2 separate regions of the Mus musculus genome follow, and region 1 is linked to region 2. A link is a contact called in public Hi-C data. All regions are on one chromosome and are shown on one strand. The core of a region is the stretch at or near the end of the contact, and the rest is flanking DNA. Distances in the headings are between cores, read along the strand shown. Region 1 overlaps Relt (RELT tumor necrosis factor receptor). Region 2 has its middle 9.4 kb from the start of Gm35082.

What was found. A called contact is a pair of places that touch in the nucleus more often than the background predicts.
Region 1: a contact with region 2 is called in a Hi-C map of bone marrow-derived macrophages, with 36 read pairs. The contact joins two enhancer-like sites. A contact is called at or near these places in 1 of 39 promoter capture datasets (Sertoli cells), 4 of 15 datasets of contacts at CTCF or cohesin (CD8 T cells, embryonic stem cells, large pre-B cells and 1 more), 23 of 484 Hi-C or Micro-C datasets (B cells, the Ba/F3 cell line, the G1E-ER4 cell line and 14 more), 15 of 115 datasets of contacts at active chromatin or transcription factors (the 230-238 cell line, DN3 thymocytes, the HPC-7 cell line and 9 more) and 1 of 9 other capture datasets (adipose tissue).

What each region holds. Positions count from the first base shown.
Region 1 is chr7:100,844,245-100,847,182 of GRCm38.p6, reverse strand. Relt (RELT tumor necrosis factor receptor) reads left to right here. Exons shown (of 11, transcript NM_177073.6): 11 at 1-1,335. Among named protein-coding and RNA genes, the nearest start is that of Relt, 18 kb to the left of the region's middle. Within about 2 kb of position 1,627, at least 128 of the 459 cell types and tissues checked have an H3K27ac peak or open chromatin away from gene starts, as enhancers often do. A contact at or near this core is called in the G1E-ER4 cell line, bone marrow-derived macrophages and fetal liver, where this site is marked.
Region 2 is chr7:100,682,806-100,686,077 of GRCm38.p6, reverse strand. No RefSeq gene overlaps it. Among named protein-coding and RNA genes, the nearest start is that of Gm35082, 9.4 kb to the right of the region's middle. Within about 2 kb of position 1,362, at least 23 of the 459 cell types and tissues checked have an H3K27ac peak or open chromatin away from gene starts, as enhancers often do. A contact at or near this core is called in the G1E-ER4 cell line, bone marrow-derived macrophages and fetal liver, where this site is marked.

The DNA of each region.
Region 1 (2,938 bases), core at 378-2,877, 160 kb before region 2:
AGGCTTCCTGCAGGAGGGAGAGCTGCAGCTGGGACTGAGGACCAAGATGCAAAGGCCAAGTCCTGGAGGTGGGACCGTCCGCCCCACTGAGGAGGCAGCCTGCGGCACAGCACGTGAGCAGGAGATCAAGAGCCCACCCTATCCCTGCAGTCCCGGTTACTTCCATGCAGGGTGCTGTAACCCTGTGCCTGCCCTGAACACATCATAGGAGCCCTCTGTCCCTTAGAGGTCTGGTTTGGTGGAGGAGTGGTATCTGTACCTGGCCCCAAGCTTGTGCCTTGGGAACTAGCCACTCTTGCCCATGTCCTGGACCCTGGATGTGACTCCCTCTCTTCTGGCAGGCCCTATAGAGGGAAGGGGTAGCAAAGAGCCCTGTACTGGTGGCAGAGTACCTGGGTTCCAATCCTGGGCTTATCCCTAGGTACGTAGGGGAGGAGAACTCAGTTCCCAGGACCTCTCCAGCTCTTTGCAGATTCTGGGCTGAGTCCTGTTGGGGGGAGCTTGACTTTGCTACCCTCCCATTAGTAGCTTTATCTGGCCTGTTTTTGCTGCTTCCTGGGCCTTGGCCTTCATGGCTCCCATGGGACTGTCTATTATGGTGATGCCTTCAGAAGGGGTTTAATGCATGTGCCTGCCCCTACCCTGCTATTTTTAATGAAACTGAAAAATGACTTGACTTGGACAGGGCTCTCTGGTGCAGAGCCTCAGTCCACCCTGCTGCCCTCAAGCTCTGGAGCTGTGGGAAGAGGAGACAGGCAGGCTAGGGAGTGCCTGTGGCCTGTGGTTTTCAATGCCCCTGTGGTACAGTATCTGCCTGAGTTTTGGGTAGCAGGGGTGACTGCCAATCCAGCCTGTCTTAGTCTCTGCTCTGGCTCAGTGCCTCGTTATTTATGTGGGGCCGTGCAGGCGCGGGGCCCACTGCCCATCCCATTTCTTATTTATTGAAACCTGCTGTTGCCCTGCCCCTACATCTCCAGCCCCACACACTTGAGTAATAAAAGGTGGAAAATGTCGTCATGAGGTGCTTCCTTTCCCCGTATCCTCTCTGAAAACTGCTCACCTCCAGGGCCCTGCCAGGTGTGCACACATCGTCCTCCCCCTCATCAGCACCTTCCTCTGAAACCAGGGAAATAGGCAGAGGTGGCTCCTCGTCTCATCCTCACCGAGGTCCCCAGAGGCCAGGTTCCCCAATAGAAATACAGGCTGAGCCATATGTGTGATTGAATGTGTTCCCATAGTCATTCCAAAAAGTTGTCTAAAAAAGGGTAAACTTAGTATTTTTAACCAAGTATATCCAGAATATTTTCATTGCAATATAAAATCATTATGAAAATTATGAACGAGCTTTTTTTCTGTTTAGAATCTTATGTATTTTACATGTGTTGACATGAACTAATTATTTCAAGGGCACAAGAAGCATGTGGTGAGTGGGAGTGGCCACAGCTGGAGAGGAAGCAGCAGTTACACAGAAGCTCACAGTGTGGGAGGGGTGTGATCCATGAGATGGGGACAACATGTGCAAAGGACAGACCAGGAAGTGGCTGGAGGGGCCTCACAGTGGTTAGGAAGAGGCAAAGCCTCGGCCTGTTTGGTCACAATGCAAAGCAGAAACACCCAGAACAGGAAGTTGTTATAGCTGTCTGGGTAACAAGTAACAGGGAAACAGAAGGACCCAAGAGATTCCTAGGGCAGACCTGCTGGAACTCCTTCTGGGATGTGAGATAGGGAACACCTAATGGTGTCCAAGGTGTTTTGATATGAAGCCCTGGAGCTCTTAGGAGACAGATCTGAGTGACAAGAATATCTTACACTCAGATGGGCATTTACAACTAGGCAGAGAGGGTCCATGTTTTAGGGCAGATCCCAGGGCCTGCAGTAAGAAGCCATCAGGGTCCTGGTGGCCAAGAATGGATGTAGAATTTGGGGAAAGTTGGCTGAGAGGCTAGGAAGGCTGTCATGCCCCAGGGAATGGACAGGGTCTTTGTGAGTTTCCTAAGGGATGTGGTGAGAGCTGGACCAATACCAGGTAAATCAGGAGACACCATCCCATACCAAAGTTGCCATGGCCAGTGGGACCTTAAGTTAGGGTTTTGTCAGTGTGTGGTACACTATTTAACATGGGAAGGAGTGACACATGCAAACACTACTGGAGCTAGTAGTGGAAGCCTAGCCTGTAAGAGGAGACCAGGTGGCTTCACTGAGGACAGAAATCTGGGCAGAAACCAAGGTAGGTGGCTGGCCTAGCAGTGGCAGGAAAGGAGGGAAGAAAAAAAGCCACTGTTAACAAATGGGCAGACATTTTAAAAGCCCACATATCCCTGCTTCTTCCCACATCCTTTGGGTATAGGATACTCTGGGACTTTTGTGAACTGGGAGTAGACAGGGTCTCCTGTGTGTCCAAGGAAATGATCCCTATGGCTGCAGGATGCAGCACATTTGGCATCCATTTACTTCATGTATCTCAGGGTTTGGCTATTCTAATTTGCCTATCCCTTCAGCCAGCCAACTCATGGACCCCACTTAGTACTTAGGATTTGGATAACAGCCAATTGGGTGGCACGTGAAGATAAGAGTGTGTCCTGGAGAGTGAGGCAGGAGGTGGCATCCCAGCCATTCTCTGGGAAAGCTAGATTAGAGACACATTCAGATATCCGCAGGGTGGAGACACCATGTTCAGGCTTCCAGGCTGGTTAGGAGATCTCTCTCACTATAAGCACTTCTCTACCCTGCTCCTGCTTGCTGAGAGAATGGCTTGTTTCATTTGCTTCTTGTGTCATTAACCTCCCAACATCAAAGATATGATGCAGGTGTGTGATATTTTTGGTCTCCACAGCCTCACCTTCCCTTGGAAACGTTCCTACAAATCCCTGCAGCTCTTTTCAGTGGGTGGAGGTGGGAGTTGGAGGGAAGAACAAGTAGGGTCCAATCTCTAGCTCTC
Region 2 (3,272 bases), core at 113-2,612:
TTTTCCTGGGACCCTGGTCACAGTGCAGCTGGGTAGCAGTTTTTGGAATTGCTCCTGCCCTACTTCTCATCTTGAACGTTTCTCCCTATTACAGTTATTTTATATTTGCACCTCTGTGCCAGGACTGCTGGTTTATAAGACCTTGAGACAGAGATACTAGAAGGAACACAAACCAGCCTTCACCATGTCACTGGACTCTGAAGCAGGCCTCCAAGAGAAAGCTGGGCTGGGCCAGGTCTGCAGGCCTACCAGCGCCATCTGCCGGCTAGGTCCTACATCTTCTGTCTCAAGCTAGATCTCCACCACCACCTGGGACAGCAAGTAGCCCTTAGATTGTTCCTTTATTTTGTAATCTGGGAATCAAAGGCAGGGCTTTACAAGTGCTAAGAAATTGTTCTGCCGTGTGTGGTGGCACACGCTTTTAATCCCAGCACTTGGGAGACAGAAGCAGGCGGATTTCTGAGTTCGAGGCCAGCCTGGTCTACAGAGTGAGTTCCAGGACAGCCAGGGCTACACAGAGAAACCCTGTCTCGAAAAACCAAAATAAATAAATAAATAAATAAATAAATAAATAGCCACAGACATGAAACTTCCGGATTGTAGGGAGTAGGGTAGGGCCACACTTGTCATCAACCCCTGCTCAGGAAGTGTTGCTTGCCTAGGTTACATAGCGAGTTCAAGGCCAGCCTAGGCAACTTAAGTGAGCTCCTATCACACAACAAAAGCAAAACAAAACCCCACAAGCAAACAACAACAAAACATCTCCAAGGTTTTCCACTCCACACAATATATCTTTTTTCTGCCATCCTGTGACTGTCCACAAGGATGGGTCTCCTCTGTGCTATCCAGGATGCCAGGGGCCATTCTCCTGGCTTTCACACTAACTCTCTATCGCCATTACTGGAGTAGAGAAAAGTGCCAGACTCGAGGGCATCAACCGTGTGAGAATGACCAAGGTCCTCCTACTGTGCTCTGAGAATGCCAAAGCCAGATCTGGGAACTTCAGAAGACCCTTCAGTCCCCTTCCCCTCCACCTCTTAACTCATCTCCTCTTTATGAGCAACAGGCTGTTGGTCAGAACCACCTTCGGGCCACAAAGGTGGTTGGTAGTTGACATCCAGGCTTGACTCTGATAATAATCTCCTGTGGAAGAACAGTAAGAAGATGTTACAGAATGACGTTTTGTTATCTTGTTATCAACATGGCCAAAGCATTGAAAAGTGCTGTTCTGATAAAGATGCACAGAGCTGGATGCAGTAACCAAATATGTCCACAAGGGTGCAGTAATGCCTCTCGCTAGCAGCTGGAGTTCGTCTTCAACCAACAAACAATTCAAGGTACTTTATCTTGTTAGAGCAGAAGGTCTGTGAGTGAAGGCAGATAATTTGATGTGCTTTTAAGTTACTTTCTTGGGCTGGACATGTAGCTCAGTTGGCGGAGTGTTTGTCAAACAAGCACAAAGCACTGAGTTTGCTACCCATCCTTGGGCCGGGCATGGTGGCACACGCCTTTAATCCCAGCACTCGGGAGGCAGAGGCAGGTGGATTTCTGAGTTTGAGGCCAGCCTGGTCTACAAAGTGAGTTCCAGGACAGCCAGGGCTAAACAGAGAAACCCTGTCTCAAAAAAAAAAAAAAAAAAAAAAAAAACCATCCTTGGTGAAATCAGGTGTGAGGGTATATACCTACAATCTCAGGGCATAATGAGGTGGAGGCAGGAGGATTAGAAGTTTAAAGTCGTCTTGGACTAAGTAAAATTCGAGGTGTGGTGTGTGTGTGTGTTGTCTGGGAGTGCGAGAGGGCGGGCAAGGGAAGGAGAGAGAAAGAAGGGAGAGAGAGATAACAGGGAAGAGAGAGAGAACAGGGAAAGGGAAAACAAGAAGAGAGGGAAAAAATGGTAAGACAAGAGGAGAAAGCTGTATGCGTCAAGGCTTCCTTTTTTTGTTTGTTTGTTTTTTGAGACAGGGTTTCTCTGTAGCCCTGGCTGTCCTGGAACTCACTTTGTAGACCAGGCTGGCCTTGAACTCAGAAATCCGCCTGCCTCTACCTCCCAAGTGCTGAGATTAAAGGCATGCGCCACCACACCTGGCTGTTTCAAGGCTTCCTTACACACATACACTTTTTAAAAATTACTTTTTGGGGGCTGGTGAGATGGCTCAGTGGGTAAGAGCACCCGACTGTTCTTCCGAAGGTCCAGAGTTCAAATCCCAGCAACCACACGGTAGCTCACAACCATCCGTAACAAGATCTGACTCCCTCTTCTGGTGTGTCTCAAGACAGCTACAGTGTATATTACATATAATAAATAAATAAATCTTTTAAAAAAAATAAAAATTACTTTTTGAATCAGGGTCTCACCCTTTAAGCCAGGCTGCCCTCAAACACATAGGAATCTGCTTCCCTCTACCTCCCAAATACTGGAACTAAAGATGTACACCACCATGCCCAGTAAAAAGATTAAAAAAAAAAAAAAGTCATGCACAGAGGGACAGGGCTACTTTTTGTAACCTACCATGTCTCTTATGACGCTTCCTATATACTTTTCCAGAAATATACTACACACACACACACACACACACACACACCCCTGGCTTTACATCAAGCCAAAGCCTGGGAATCTCTAATAGGAGCTAATGAATATTCATGACCCCAATTGAGAAGATTAAAGAGCACAGACAGTGCCATGATTCTGTGACTGGTACAGGAAGGCCCTTAACATTAGGACACTCAGAGGAGCTCAGAGCTCAGTCCAGACCTTTCAGGGGGACTCTGTGGGGGTGGTAGCTCTTCAGCTGTGTTCAGAAAGATAGAGCTGAACATATGGGTCTGTGGTCAGTTAGAATGCCAGGTCACTCAGAAACCAGCCCAGGGTCATTTTAACATGTGGGACAGACACCATGGTTCTTAGGAACACCAGCTCTAGAAAATGCACTTTTGATCTGGGCTCCACAAACCCCTGCCATTTATGAGGTCTGTGAGGACGTGGTAGTGAACACCTGTAATCCCAACACTTGAGAGGCTAAGAAAGAAGGCTCTAGTTTGAAGCCACTCTGGGAAACACAATAAAATCCTCTCTAAAATAAAAGAAGGCCATACAGATCGCTGAGCAGTTAAGAGTGTTTGCTGTTCTTCCAGAGGACCTGAGTTCAGTTCCCAGCACCCACATCAGGTGACCCACAACTGTCTGTAACTCCAGTTCCTGGGGGATCTAACACCTGTGGCCTCTGTGGGCACCTGTACTCATGTGCACTTACCCACATGCAAATACATACTTA